Linked DNA regions of Zea mays: region 2 is linked to region 1. The links are chromatin contacts, called in public Hi-C maps. All regions are on one chromosome and are shown on one strand. Each heading gives the region's core, a stretch centred on a gene start, on an enhancer-like site or on the middle of the called end of the contact. The rest is flanking DNA. Distances are from core to core; before and after follow the strand shown.

The links. A called contact is a pair of places that touch in the nucleus more often than the background predicts.
Region 2: a contact with region 1 is called in a Hi-C map of tassel, with 4 times the contacts expected there. The contact joins the promoter of LOC100277479 here to the promoter of LOC100276284 in region 1. A contact is called at or near these places in 12 of 25 Hi-C or Micro-C datasets (bundle sheath, ear, endosperm and 3 more) and 1 of 3 datasets of contacts at active chromatin or transcription factors (leaf).

The regions. Positions count from the first base shown.
Region 1 is chr7:168,620,537-168,628,334 of Zm-B73-REFERENCE-NAM-5.0, forward strand. It overlaps LOC100276284, which reads left to right and starts at 3,358. Exons shown (of 2, transcript XM_020541029.3): 1 at 3,358-3,693; 2 at 3,822-4,445. The coding sequence starts at 3,618. The coding sequence ends at 3,949. LOC100275698 reads left to right here. Exons shown (of 2, transcript NM_001149724.2): 2 at 1-778. The coding sequence ends at 397.
Region 2 is chr7:168,852,488-168,860,285 of Zm-B73-REFERENCE-NAM-5.0, forward strand. LOC100277479 reads left to right here and starts at 5,075. Exons shown (of 2, transcript NM_001349004.1): 1 at 5,075-5,484; 2 at 7,767-7,798. It overlaps LOC100272599 (Serine/threonine-protein kinase WNK2), which reads left to right. Exons shown (of 7, transcript NM_001147062.2): 7 at 1-835. The coding sequence ends at 659.

The sequences.
Region 1 (7,798 bases), core at 2,108-4,607:
GAAAGAGCACATTTATGCGAAGAAGATGTATTCCGCGAAAGCTCGATTTTTGGACATTGGTCAGATTCATCACATCTCCATAGAGTGTGACATGGCAGGGGTGAGGGATCCCTGCCTAGAGATTAGGATCGACAAGAAGAAAGTGTTGCACTTGAAGAGGCTGGCATGGAAATTCAGAGGGAACCAGACTATTTATGTCGATGGACTTCCAGTGGAGGTGCTATGGGATGTGCATGACTGGCTATTTGGTTCCACAAATGGATGCGCTGTATTTTTGTTTCAATCAGGCCAGTCCATGGAAAAAATCTTGTTCAGAACATGCTCACAGAATGAAAAGGAGGCTGAAGCACATCGTCTTGGTTTCACATTGATATTAAAAGCGTGGAAGACTGAGTAAGCACTAGGCTGAAACGTGATGGCAGGTTTCTTCAACCACTCTGCTCTTAATGTTGAATTAGTAAGAGTAGGAATCTAGGATCTAGCAAGTGTAACAAGATCCTTGGCAAGAATTCTGTGCTTGTTACATATGCTGTCCTAGCGGTAGTTGAGATTTTGAATATGCATATGATCTTTGATATATCATCAAAGCTAGTTAGATAGGATGTGGGACTCTGGTGCTCAGGTCATTTGACATAATGTCTCACAATTTATACTTTTTGATGGGAAGTTCAGGATAGAATATTGAAAATGATGTCTACACTTCTGATGTCTTTGCAATTGTTATGCCACGACTCACGTGTTTAAAATTACACTCGGTACATATGGCATTAAATTGAGCAGATCTGCCACCAGCCCACCATATAGCAAATTGCTATCTATTCCATTGTTTTGTTTTCACGGAAGCATAATGGTGACAATCAGTTCATTCATAACTTTGCATTTCGGAGCATTCTGCACTCCCCCCACAACGCCCGCACGCGCAATGTATTGCACATCAAGGGATAGACATCTAATTGAGCTAGATTACTGGGTACAGCTGAGAACTGGAAGTTAGATATCCAAACCCAACATATACTAGTGATAAAAATAGAATAACAATGCTAGAAATGCAGCTTTCCCACATGACTGACAATATTCTGTAAAAGGATTTCATGTTCCTGATAATATTGTGGTAATGCTTGTTTACAAGTTGAGATTCCAATATCAATATAATTTTGATATAGCAGGAGAGTATTTAGATAGGATGGAGGACTCAAGTGCTCATATTTTTGTATTTTTTTATGCTATCAGCTTTAAACCATTTGATCAAATATCCAAGAGTGCCAGAAATGGTACCTGCACTTCTGCAGGCCTTGCAATATTGCATGTTTAAAATGAGGGAGAGTAGAGGTAACTCCTTTTTTTCCCTAGGGATTTTCAACTAATTTCCCTTGGGAAAAATTGAAATCCCCTGAGAAAATGGGATTGCTAAGGGCTAGTTTGGAAACACCATTTTCCCAAGTGATTCCAATTTTCCTAACGCCCCGTTTGGATCATTGGAATTGAATTTCATTCTAATAATAGTAATTTAGGCATATATCAATTAAGCTAATTCGGTGTTATGCAAAATATATTTGTATACTATTATTAGCAAGATATCGGAGATATTTTATGTGCTACATTTTTACTATAGAGGAGTGAGACGAAGAGTGTCATGTAAGTTACAGAGTAGAAACAAATTCTACTAAGGCATAAAATTATTTTCCATCCTCCACCCCATGAATTTAAGATAGGCTTATATCTGAACTTTGGAAAGTGGTGGAATGTCAAATTCCAAAGTAAATAAGTTACTTTATTGAGTGAATTCTAATTCCTCTAAAATAAAGTGATGCAAACGGCCCGTAAGGAAAATTAGTTTGTTTTTCCTTTGAAAAATTGGAATCCTTTGGAAAAACAATGTTCCCAAACTATCCCTAAAGTAGCCCTTAGTTGGAAAAAAAGCTTCAGCAGGTTTTGTACCAAGTTTGCATCGTTATATAACAGATAATAATGGTTATTTTTTTTTATATCATTTCATTTTCCCCAAAAGTGTAATAATGGTAGTACTCAGTTACTAGCACGCGTGGCGTGCTTCTTCACCATGCGTAGTTCCTTATTTATGTTATCATAGAGAAACTGCTGAGTAGTTTATACTAATACCCATACGTTTTTGTATACCAGAAGAGAGCTATTTCACCTTTACACCTTTTGATGAAATGGTGCCTGCACTTGCACTTCAGCGGAGCAGGCCTTGCAATTTCCATGCCTCGCATGTTTAAAACGAGGTACATATATGGGATATGCATGGCGTTTAGTTAGGTGGGGAAAAACTGCCGCACCGCCATATTTTCCATCGAAGGTAATGGTGGCCATCTGCTTTCCTTTTCTATTCCAACCGTTTTCTTTTTTACCAAAGCATTATGGGGGGTGATCGATCGATCGATCACTGATCAATTGTGTAATCCCGTGAGTGCAGCTCCAAACACCTTGCGCATCCCTACCCTACCAATGGGTTTGCGCGTTATTACCAGATAAATTTCTGGAGCTTCAGTATCCAGAAACCAGAATTAAACACACTAGTACGCGGCAAATGCAGTGGGCAAATTTTAATGCTCCATGGGGGTTAGCTCATCTGCGCCTAGTTTGATTCGCGTGCTGATGTCAGACCAAATCACATCAGAATAATGCATAGAATCCAAAATCCTAATGCCCTCGCGCAAGACAAAGACTGACCTGACCCCCCATTTTGTAGAAGCACTAGCAAATAAGCAAAGGATATCCCAGGCGAGGTGAGCAGGGGGGGGGGGGGGGGGGGCACAGATTTGATTGACTCGGCATTCCGACCGTCGGCTCGGCTGGTCGTTATGTCAGCGAAGCGAGGGAAGGAAGGAAAGCGCGCCGCGAACACAGGTCCCGCCGGTTAAGCTTGGCTCCCGACATCGCCTCCTCAGATACTGAAACCATCCCTGGTTCGCATCGCATCTGGATGGACCGCACTGATGTGTTCCTGTTCACCGACGGAGAAGAATTCGCCCGCCGTGCTTTGCTTTGCTTGTGATTGCGATGGCTTTGTTTGCTCGCCGACACTTTTGTGTACGTACGTGGAAAATAAGATGGGTGCTATTTATGCTCCTGAATTTCACACCGCATGTTTCTGCCGACGACAGAAACGGCTGTTACTGAATCTGAGCACGTACGTATAGCTCGATAGCTCATACAATACAATGCAATATATATATACTCATGACGCAAAATAAACTAAAGGCGAAGCAGGCGTCCATCGAGGCATCGATCGGTCGGCGGATGAACAACGTGGCCGTTTACTGTTGTTGATGTGATGACGACGACGACGCGGTAGACCAACCAGAGACCAGGCCTGCCTTTTGGTTTTCTCGAGCGAAAGGCTCCCGCGCGCGCGCGCGCCCGCTTGTTTATTTGTGTTGGGTGTGGGGACGGAGGAGATATGGACGGACAGCGACGCGGCACCGGGAGGGAGGGTGACTATTAAGAGCGGAGGCGCGGTCGTCGGCGGTAGGGAATGAAGGAACAGTGCAAGTAAAGCTGCGGTGCGGACTTGAGATCGAGTGACTTCACCCGGCCGGCGTCCGCGCACCAAGCAAGCTAAACAACAACCACAGCAGGCCGCCGCCCGGCCGGCCATGGCGGCGTGGATGCGGTCGCTCTTCTCGCCGCTCAAGAAGCTCTGGATCCGCATGCATTCCGCGCACAGCAAGAGTACGTGCCCAGCCAGTCCTCCGTCTACCCCGCCGCCTCTGTCGTTCTTGTTCCAGCTAGCGCTCGTTTTCTCTTTGGTGGCTGGTTCATTCCATCCATCCGTGTTCTGACTGCGTGGTGATGAGCAGGAAGGGGCATCTACATCCTGTACGAGGACGTCAAGTCGTGCCCCTGCGAGGACGTGCACATCCTCTGGTCCATCCTCGTCGACTCGTCCCACTCCCGCCCGCCGCCGATGCGCCTAGACCATCACTGACTCGCTCGTCCCTCCGGCCGCCGCGCCCACGCCGTTGAGCAAGGCGACTGATTGGTCCGAGTTCGACCGACACAATGAAACTGTCGGTGTGTGCACATACATAAAGATGACGACCACGACCAGTGCCGGCGGCCGGTATAGTTCACCTTCTTCAGCCGTGATACACGTGTGGTCTTTATTTGATCCACGGACACGGAGATGGTGTGCGTCGTAGGTGATGAGCTCCTCCGTTCATCCTGCGCTGCCGCCTCTTCCGTCCTCCAGAAGAGCAGGTGCAGTGCAGAGCAGGCGTCCCTCTCCCTCACCGACACTGCGGAGCGGTTTTTTCTTCCTTTTCCTTTCTCCTTCTTCGCTTTGTTTTTGGAAAAGGAACGGCACGGTCTGCCGGTCTGGTGTGGTGATCAGGGGTCAATGGGCCGCGTGTGCATCTGTCTAGCTTGTAAATACAAAAGACAAAGAGCCAAAGAAAAATATATATATATATATGATGTGTATATATATACGGATGCGGAGTACTACGCACGCGAAGCACTGGTACTACTAGTACAGCCGCACAGGCATGGGGCGGTGGTGGTTGACCCCCCGCGGGAGCACACGTGTGCGCCGGCCGGCGACAGAGCCGCCCGGGCAGCGCGGGCGGGCGCCAGGCATGGTGACGACGAGGGATCCATCCACACATGTCCATCCCGTCCGGTGGCGGGTGGCTATCGATCGGCCGCGCCGGGCCATGGTCATGCCATCGCATCGTTCGTTTGTCAACGTCGCTTGCTAGGTTAGTTGCCGCCACTTCGCCGTCGCCTGACGGGCGCGCCGTGCCCGTCGCGGGCAGGGAGCCCATCGAGCCGACACCAACAGCGGAACAGGGACAGGGGAAAGCCTCGCCTCGTTTCACGCGTTAGCGTTACGTTCAGGGCAGGCCGTGCCGTCGCCACAAAGCCGGCGCCTTCGATCCGCAGCTTGACAACCCGAACCCGCTGCGTTTCGGTGACGAAGCGGCACAAAAACGGTTGATCCCATCGCGCGTTTTTAGCTACCTCTGGAACGCAAGCAAGGCAAAAGTCCACACTAGCATCTACAATACTCCGATTCAATTCCAAATCTGTTGTTTGGATGTCACTGTATTAGAGTTTAGAATTAGATGGTCTAATTCCACGCAATACAGAGGAGTGATTTTCTGAATTGGGATAAAGAGAATCTAGTTATATTACAAATTCCATGGAATTGGCTCTCGGATTCTAAATATCAATTCCATGTGCGACCAAACGATAGAATTCAGGAAAGCCGATTTCAGTTCTCAATTTTGTGCACCAATATCTATATCCAAATGGAGTACAAGAGTCTTTCCAAATTTCACTCTTAAAATTATCATTTAGAGAGTCATTTGCTAAAGACTACTTTCTATTTCTTTTCTATCTCCAACATCTTTTATATATCTTGTTTGCACTTTAAAGAGTCATTCATATTTTCTATATTTGGCTAGCGAGATATCTAGAATAGAAGATGAATATATTTGGACAGCCATTTAAATAAGCTGTTGGAGGGTGTTTTTTTAATCTCTATTTATATAGATTAGAAAGATCATAGTCTTTTAGGATGTGTTTGGTTGGATGTACAAGGAGAGATGAAAGGGGACGGCCAAAGTTTCTATAGTATTTGGATGAGAATCACGTGAGAGCGAGATAAAACACTGGAGTAATTTTTGGTGGCAGCGTGATCCCAAAAAACCGAAGGAACGGTGTCGTCCCGTCTCATCCTACTTTAACCTCAAATCAAACACATTTAGAGTTGCTCTGACTAACCTTCCACCCACCCCATCAATCTCAAATGATATTGCATGTCTTGTCCCTCTGTTTTGGCCCTATGGTGGCGGTTGGTGTACACTCAACCCACGTGTATTCATGTTCAACGTGTGGACTCTGAAATAGTATAATTTAGATTATATTCGCTTGTGTTCTTTGTATACACATGATTAATCGTACTTTCTAAAGTTAAACGATAGATTTTATTTGATTTAGATAAGGGTATAAACATGTAACAACCAAATCTAAACCTTTCTTGTCTTTAAACTTGTAAATTAAGACAACTGTGACCATTGGCGAGGTGTATTCATAGTTGCTCAGCTTTGAGTAACGCATGGAACTACCCCACCAACTATCACGCAACAACCAATGTAGATAGTCGCGGACGAGAAGGCACACGCAGTAGAGGAAAAAATCGAGGAGGTCATGGTCCAAGAGGTCATGAGCGCAATGGTGGACGTGTCTCAGAAGCGACGGGAAATAGGATAATAACCCCCAATGCCATGTTTGTGGCAAAAGGGAGTCATATTGCAATAGAATGTTGGTACCATTTTGCTGAAAATTATGTTCCATATGACATATATACAGAGGGGACCACCACATCCTATGGTATAGACTTAGGGCTACAGATCACATCTCAGGCAAACTTGATTAACTAACGGTGCGAGACAAGTATAAGGGTCATGATCAAATCCACATTGCTAATAGAAGAGGTATGTACATTAATCACATCGAGCATTTACTTGTTAACACTATAGTCATAGTCTCAAGCTAAATAATATTCTTTATCCATGTGATTGGTTACGTCATGATGGCAACCGGGTCCAACTTGGCCAGTACCTGAGGAGTTAGTAGGATGGCAATGGATGTGATTTATCCGCGTACCCGCGGATAAAAAAAACCCATTGGCATGGTTTTAGATACGAGCCTGTACCCGTGGATACGGATACGGGTAGCATTTGATATCCGTGGATATTTTTAAAACGGATACGAAAAATCAGTATCCATACTCGAATACCCGAATATCCGTTAAAGTAACCTGACATATGGGATCACTGGAGTTTGGAACCACAGCTAGCCGGCCCAGCCCAAGTCCCGTACTCCCGTCGCCACAAGCCCACAACCCCAGTCCCCACTATGGATGGCAACGGATGTGGATAAATATGTTGTATGTTTTTATCATATTTAAATTTGTTGGACAAATATGTTATTATATTTAAATTTGCTAGATTTAAATATGTTGTATGTGTAGTGGGCAAATGAATATATCCATGGATTTTTCGTAGCGGGTAACGGGTATGGGTTTGGATATCGGATATAAGTCGCGGATATGGATGTCCAGAGACACTATCCGCGGATAGTTTATCCGTTGCCATCCCTTGGAGTAAAGCTCATATGGTCAGGCTAGATCCATGCAGCAGACTTTTATTTGGTTGTTTGTATTAGTACTATCGATACCCTGGATTAGGGGTACCCCTTACTACGGTATAAAGGCACGATACATGTGTGGCTACCCTTAGCCGCGTGGAGAACAGCCTTAGGGGTATCTTGTGGGCAGTTAAGGTGGCGTTCTCAGAGACAACGCCATCGGGTCTAGAAGACACAGGACCCCTGTGCGCACGACCCGGACTCCGAAGTAAAGCAGCCCGAAGCCATTAGATGGGGTTCGGACCCCATCAAGTGAGCTCCGGACAGCCCATAACAAGATCCCAGGAAAAAGGAGTGTCATAACCTAGGCATGGGTCCAGGACTGACGCGTGTCCTGGCTCTAGCCGTGGCGCCTCCACCCCCCGCTCGACCAAGGGTCTAATGCAACCACATGGCTTATTGTCCGTGACGTAGGCCAGCGGGCGGAGCATGACATAAGGGCTCTGAGCCGCACGACCTCCGCATTTTTTGCGGAGAGGACACACCGCCTGTCCACCCTTCTGACAGATGATGTGCCCCCACGGCATTTATTGCGTCATGTCCATTCCGCTGGCAGACAGCGCCAGAGCCACCCTGCAGACTGCGCACCTGTCCAGTCCGTTGTCGAAACAGTGTGCCCGTG
Region 2 (7,798 bases), core at 3,825-6,324, 230 kb after region 1:
TTGAAGAGATCACGTTCCAAGCCGATGGAGAGCAGTGTGATTTGCAGGAATCGGCAGGCAGCTCTGACGATGGAGGTGGCCAAACAGAGCATTATGTCAAAAGCAACGAGTCCACTCATGTGAATGGCCTCGTACAGATGGGAAGAAGAGATCTTTCTAATCAGCTTTGCTTCAGTTCATTCCAAGAGCAATCATGTTCATATAACCGTTACGAGAATGACACTAACCATCATGTGAATGGGTTCGACATAAAGCATGAGGTAAAGATCGCCAAGTACAAAGCACGGAAAATGGCACAGTTTAAGAGGGCTATCCATCCATCTCTTGACTTCGACAATGCATATGGAGTAAATAGGGGTAAGCCTTCACTGAACAAGCTGCAATCTTTCCATGTTGGAAAGAACCACAATTTCCGTGTGCCAACCTGTGATCGAAGCCCGGGTAAAGTAAGCACAGACTATCATTCTGACTTGAACAGCCAAGTATTGCAAAGTAGGCACCCCGATCCGGGAGCCCAAAGGGCCCGGCATTGTGAGGTCAATGCAGCTGGGAGCAGCACGGAGTGTATGTTTACAGGGAGGCGCTACTACACCGGAGCTCAGCTGCCGCCGAATCTCCCAAGAACAAAATCTGTACCCCTGAATGCTGTCGACGCCTGAAATGCTTTCTTGCCATGTAAATTTTTATAGAGTGTACATTTGTTTTGGTTCCTTTTGTACCCATTATGAAACATCGTTGTTGGGCAGGAGAGACTGGATGTGGATTCTGGCTGAGCTGTTTGTAAATTTTCCATCTTGTGAATCCAGAGAGGTTAGGCTGTACAAGTGCAATCTACATCATTTGCCTCACTGGGACAACCTGTTTTATCTTCCTTGATATAGGCAAAGAGCCTTTCTTTCACATCTTCGGATTTCTGAGATGCACTGTTGCTAATCAGGCAGAAACAAAGCCAGTGACAGAACCGATCACATGATCAAAAATCATGGAACTCTATCCTTGCCTTGGTACTATATGACACCTATGAAAGGGACACCCACCTGTCCTAGTTGCAGTTAACAGAATACACATCAAATCTGCCTCGAAGGTGCAGACATGCCAGCCTATGCATTTGCACTAATCAATTGGCGCTTTTGCATGGCATGGCCCTGAAGGAACTATAACTAGTCATTAAACTATATAATTGTTAGTGTTTCCGTCTGATAGGGACAGAGTTGCGGTCATGGAAAGCGGGTGATTAAAATGATGATGTGAAGACGAGTCAAAAGTGGCAGTTTTAAGGAACTCCAAAAGGCCGGCTAGAAGTGTTCCGTAGCAATAAGTGCTCCTACTTCTAATCAACCAACTTTTTAAAGGTAGTGCGGATGCTGCCTAGATATATTCAGATAAGATAGGAGTTGAAGCAGTCAAGCACCGAGTGAGTTAGGCTGAGGGTGGTAGGAAGCTGGAAGCGAAAGGTGCAGCACTGCCCTTCCTACAATTGTTGAATAGTTCAGAGGGGAGAAGGGGGGGGGGGGGGGGGGGGGGGGGCGGCTCTCCTGCCTGCTTTGGGCGAGCATCGCACGTTGCCCTGCTGCTTGATTGGGAAACTTCAGCAATAACTGGCCATACAAATTTATTCACAGGATAACAGATTGTCCCTGCAAACCGGAGCTGCTTGATTGTCTGAAAAGAAGAAGAAAAAGGCTACTAGAAGCATGATCTTGAAGAAACAACACCACTTCTTTAATGCGGAGTGACAAGCTGGTCTGGCTCCTCGGTGGCAAAAGCATGTGTGGCCGTGTGGGATAGGAGTAGGGCATGGAAAGGCTATGGCCTTATCCAGAAATGCGGATGAGGAGGTTGCTCTCTTGAGAACCACCAAGATTCCAAGAACCGGATTGTTAGATAGGGGTGGAAAGGATAGAGATGCAGTAGAGTCTATAGTTTTGTTACCTACATCTGCATTGTCCCCAACCAAGCGTTCTTTTCTGGTACGGCAAAAAGACACCATGCTTTGAGAGGATATATACAACGGAGAAGCTCTTCATGCCAGCCGATAGAGCTCTGCAGGTGCAGAGTGCCAGTGTATGTACGTATCTTTCGCGCTTTGTTTCGTCAAAGAGATGAAATTAGCACGAGTTTCCTTTGGCTTCACGAATGTGTTCTAGGCAAAGCTGCGCTGCCGCCGGACCTGATGAAAGGTACGAGGCTGCCTTCTGCAAAGCTGCCTCGTCACTCATCACTTAATCATGAGTTGAAGCGGACCTGCTGAGTGCCGAGTGACGCGATTGGCCGTAAACTTTGGACCTGCACTGTATGTATCGCGACGGTGGCAAATGTGACATCGACGTCTCGCCTAATTCTGTGTAACTCGGCGGCGTGATGCACATGTTCTTGTGTGTGCTGGTGTTTGTTCATGCTCTTCTGTGCTGTGCGTGGTCCGGATCGGATTCGGGGTGTGTAAAGTTCGTTGGTTCGGTAGGAACGGCCAAAGATGGTTAACAGGAAACGTAGCAAGTGTAGTGACCTTGTTTGCAAGAGAAAGAAAATGTTACACTGCTTTTTATTTTATATAGGGTACCTTAAGAGGGAAATATTGTCTGCAATTTTAGACGATGCTTCTATTAGGACGAGAATATAAAGTACTCATAAATAGATTGATGCTTCAATCGACCGTACCCCTCACATATATAGCCGTGGTACATAGTTATTAAGGCGGTAAGACAACATAAGGCCACCGATCCCATTTTATCTTTTAGGAGATAAAGCATAAGATGAGCCGGCACTTTAGTTATATAAGTAAATATAAAAAAAATAATCAAATATTATTTATATATCATTAATTCAAAGTTAATAAACTAGCTATCACTTTTATATGGCCTAGTAGGCCTAATTTAGCCTAGTAGAAGCAGAAAAAAAAGAAAGGAAAGAAGCTCACAATAATCTACGACATTTTGGGACTACATCACTTTTAAAGGGTTTCGTGAATCTCGTGCATAAATGCATAATCTGGATCTTCTCTTTTCCGAGAGGGACTACATCAGAGAGAAAATATTCTACAACATTTTGGGATCGGCAAGACACCTAAGACGTCTAAAAACTGTCAAACCGGAGAGAGATGAAGAATGAGGATAAGGAAAACTAATTTAGACTAAGTTAGTGCTTCTATTAGGGACTCATAAATAGATTGATTTGATTGATTGAGTGATGCTTCAATCGGCCGTACCTATATAGACATGGTGTATGGTTATTAAGACGGTAAGGCGACATAAGACGACCGACCCCCTTTTATCTTTTAGGCGATAAAGGGTAGGACGAGGTAGCACTTTAGCTATATAAGTAAATATAAAAATGATCAAATATTATTTATATGATCAAATATTATTTATATATCATTACTTCAAAGTTAATAAACAAGCTATTACTTTTATATGGCCTAGTAGGCCTAATTTCATACTAGTAGAGCCCAATACAGTTTTAGGTTAAAACACAACAACAAGCTCCTAGCAACTTAGCAGTCGCCTCCCTCTAGCTACATGACTACCTCTCGCCCTACCTCTCCCCACTTCTCTCCTCTCTCCCCATCCACCCGCAGCTCTCCACTCTCTCCCTCCCCCTGCAGCCCTCCTCTCTCACCCTCGGTCCCTCCACCGCCTGAAGATGCGCCGCCTAGAGCCGCGCCACCAGTGGTGAATTGAGCGTCGCCGCTGCGAGGGAGCAGAGCAAGCGCACTGTCGAGGATGTGCCATGCTCGCCCCCCCTCAAAATCCTAACTCCCCAAGGCGTCGCACTGTCGCCCAACAGCGGCTCACCGACGTCCCATCCATGCCCCGCGAACGCCTTACACTCCAGAGCAAGGCGTGTTAGACACCTTAGGTTCCGAGCACGCCTTAGCATCTAAGCGACGCTAAGGTGACACTTCAAGGACGACTTGATAAGCATGGAGTGGTGGCCTAGACCCGTTCCAATGCGCTTCTCAACAGATTTCCGCGTGGTTAGTTGGATAAACATGCGCAGGATAAGGACTCTCGCATGAATTAATGTAATCGCGGACCGTCTGGTTTACAACCGTGGATTGTCGGAGCCACATGAGTGAACCGTCCGACCGCGGCCATGTGCCAAATCTCGCGCTCAACGATTTCGACCAACATGTTATAAAGAAAAAATTAAAATAAATTGGCGATGTAAATTGATGGAGACGATTAGGACATCGATGGTGGAGGGAATGAGAAGATGGTTATATGATATCTTAGCTTTGTAGATGAAGATGAGCTCAAGAAGCTGATGGAGTTTTTGAGCGTGGTGTTTAACCGATGATAACTTGTTAGTTTTAATTGTCTCTAATCTCTACTATATTAAAGCACCAGTTTTCTTCAGCACCTATTGATTTAGCTCCTTCTAACATGTAGAGTTGAGAGTTGACATTGTCGGGTTTCATGCTTTTCCTTCGCAACTCGAAATTTCTACCCGTCGTTACTTTTACAATCAACCCTCATCCCTGACTCGGTCGGATCTATATTTTAACATTTAGTTGATAAAATCTAAAATTATGTATAAATGAAGATTCGAACCATGTTTGTTGGTTCTAAACTCACATTCAAACTCACCTAGCCAACAAAACATATGTCCTTATGTTTTATACTTTATACTCAAATATACATAGAAACCGTCGTCCTTATATTTTATACTTTATACTCAAATATACATAGAAATCGTAACAAGCTACGAGCACTTTGCTAGTTTAAAATAGAGGATTGGTTTGAGAAGGTTTTTTCTGTACGGGGTCCGTTTGTCAAGGCTCTTTTTCAAATGCTTCTTGAACAAGACACGCTTTTTGTGGTTTCGACTCTATTTGAAACAGTCCTTCTCCAGTTCTCCTTCCACACAAATCGTTACTGGACCATAGTTATGCTTGATAAAACTTGGTCTAAAAGTATGCACGCGTAGAGTCTCGAAGAAACTCTTTTTTCAAAAATAAAAATTCTCACATAGCATAGCCATTAGGTTGGGATGGGAAGTTCAAAATGAACCACGATTTCGTGGACATGCCGATCTCGTGGTCACGGTGTGACCGGTTTATTCGCTTGATGCTGTTAGATGGGCCGAGAGCCCGAGATCAAGACTCCCGGAACGGCGACGGGCCAGCATCAGGCTGGGCTTATGTTAGGCTTCACCGTGTGAACCGGCCCAATATCAGAAATCGTTAATGTGCCAACAGCCTCTTGGTATTTCCAGCCTTCCTCCTTCTAGGTTTCCGTCTCGCCGCCGCCGCCAACTTGTCACTCGCTCTCCCTCCTGATCGCTGCCGCCGGTCACTGTTCGCCGCAATGGGCCGCATGTACGGCCCCGGGAAGGGCATGTCCTCGTCGGTGCTGCCCTACGCTCGCGTCGCCCCTGGCTGGGTGTAGAACGCTAGATGGTATCTGTGCTCAGCTATTCATTGAATAGATCTCTCCATTGATCCATCCATTTCTATGTCCATCAAACTAGCCCTAACAGTCCAAGGTTTGCTTAAAACTCTGTTTGTTTTTTTTTATTTTGAGGAATTTAAATATTACTAATAAAATAGACTATTTTTTTAGAATGTGACATTCGAACACTTTCCAAAGTTATCATATAAGCTTATCTTAAATTTATGAGGTGAGATATAGAAATTGATTTTATAGATTTACATGCTATTTTCCGATGTACAACTTATAGTACACTCTTCTACTTGCGCCGCTATAACATAAATGTAGTAGGTAAATATTTCTCTCATATGATTTAGGATAATATATAAATATATTATATATATAAATATTTAAACTTAATTAGTTTTGTCTAAATTATAATTATTAAAATTGAATTCAATTCTAACTAAGCAAACGGGGTCTAAGGAAATTTTTCTTTAAAAATCTTGTCCCAAAATGATTCAAGACTGGTATTTGGTTGATTTAATTTATATCGTGTACATTCTCTGTGAGGGGTACAACTAAGAATATCCAAAATTTATTGTTTTCGGAGTAGTGGTGTGACCATTTCTGTATGGTTGCCTGTTCAACTAATTTTAGATACCAGAACTGTATATAATTTTGTACATAGTGAGCTTTAACGTGAAGTGACCATTTGCATTAGCGTTTTACGAGCTGCTAGAACCTAAGAACTATTGGGTGGGAAGGTTCTCGTGGATGTTTGCTTGTTTTTGGGCTTTTGGCTGGCTTTCATGTTGTAGGCGGTTTTTAAGTTGCAACGTTCATGTTCATTGTTTAGGGCAGCTCTACTTAATTGGGATGTTTGCTTGGTGAAGTATTAGCGGGCATAGGAAAGCTATTATCTCCTTGCTACCAGTCCACTGATGATTCTTGGTGAAATTGCTTTTGAGAATATTGTGACCATAATAATGATTGTTATGGATCTGGAAGCAAACCATCCAATTAGGTATTGTTTGCTTCCGGAGCCGGTTGGGATGAAGTGGCTCTGTTCTAGATATTTTGGTGGAGCCAGATGGTTCAACATTTATGGATAATTTTCCTATTTTAGATACACGAAACCAATCCAAACAACAACAAATTAGAAGTGTAGCGGCTCCGTCCCACAATACTACAGAATCAAACACTACCTTAAGAGTTTGCAGTATTTCGACAACGATGATTATCTCCTTGCTACCAGGTACCCGCTACCCCCAAAGATCCCAAATTGATACACAATCCCTTTAGTCGAACATGTGTAGGGTAGGGTGCATCCAGCCGTAACAGCCAGACATTTCGTGACCAGTTGCTTGCACATATGTTAGTGGTTGCGTATAAGTTTAGTGCGCAGTTATTAGAAAGTATATTAATAATCCCATCCATGAGTGACAATGATTGACCAAATAAAGCATCTGCGCTTTATCATGTGGACGCACCGTTGGCTGCTGCTGGTGGTGCTTTGTAGCGCTGGGAATCGTTGTCCGCATGCGCGGCGCTGGTCAAAATAATGCCCGCATGATTTTTTTTTTGATACAGTTGGATGCTTGATTTGAATTGATCGCGGACATCGCCTGTACTTGCTGTCTGGATTTGATACCACTATTTATAGTCAGTATTATTATTCGCGAAGGGTCTTGGACATGATCCAAAATAGTTGCGGTGTTTGGACTGTTTTGATCACTGCGTCAGTGGTCTCAACTTTGAAGGAGCGAGAAAGAGACTCGTATCTTGGTGAACGATTCATTTCGGTCGGTTGGATAGTTGGTTTGTATGGGGTATCATATATCTCGCTGGATGTGAAGATCAGTTTTTTCTAGGGGAGATGCTGCTCGACATCTCTGTATGTTTTGGACCACTCAACTGCTGTGGCTAACCGTATTAGTCGGGCTTAGTTTATCTTGGATCCTGGCTTGTATGGTTCATCTTATTGGTAGACCATGCTTTTGTACTCGTGTCTGCACATGTTAGCAGAACATGTTTGTACTGCCGAGTCCACAGATCGAGATGCCATCTACTTCTCCCCTTTGCCTCAGACGTGGTATACGACGGAGAACAAATTCACCTTAGACTCTTAGAGCGTACTCGCATGTTCTGGTCAAAGCCGGGCAAGAATTCCTGTTGCCGCAAAGTGCAGGATAAACAAGGACACTTGCCATGTTATTAAATTGAGCACACCACCATTTGTATATGTATAAACCAGAGATCGCCGGACATGTTGCCATGGCGCCGCTCGATCGGACATTATTATTATTATTCTTATTATTGTCGCTGGATCCAACAGCTTCCCGGCCTGCTAATCTACATAAATCGCTTAGACAGTTGGGTGTGTACTGTTTTCAGCATCTCTCACAAAAAAAAGTCTCCGGTTCGAC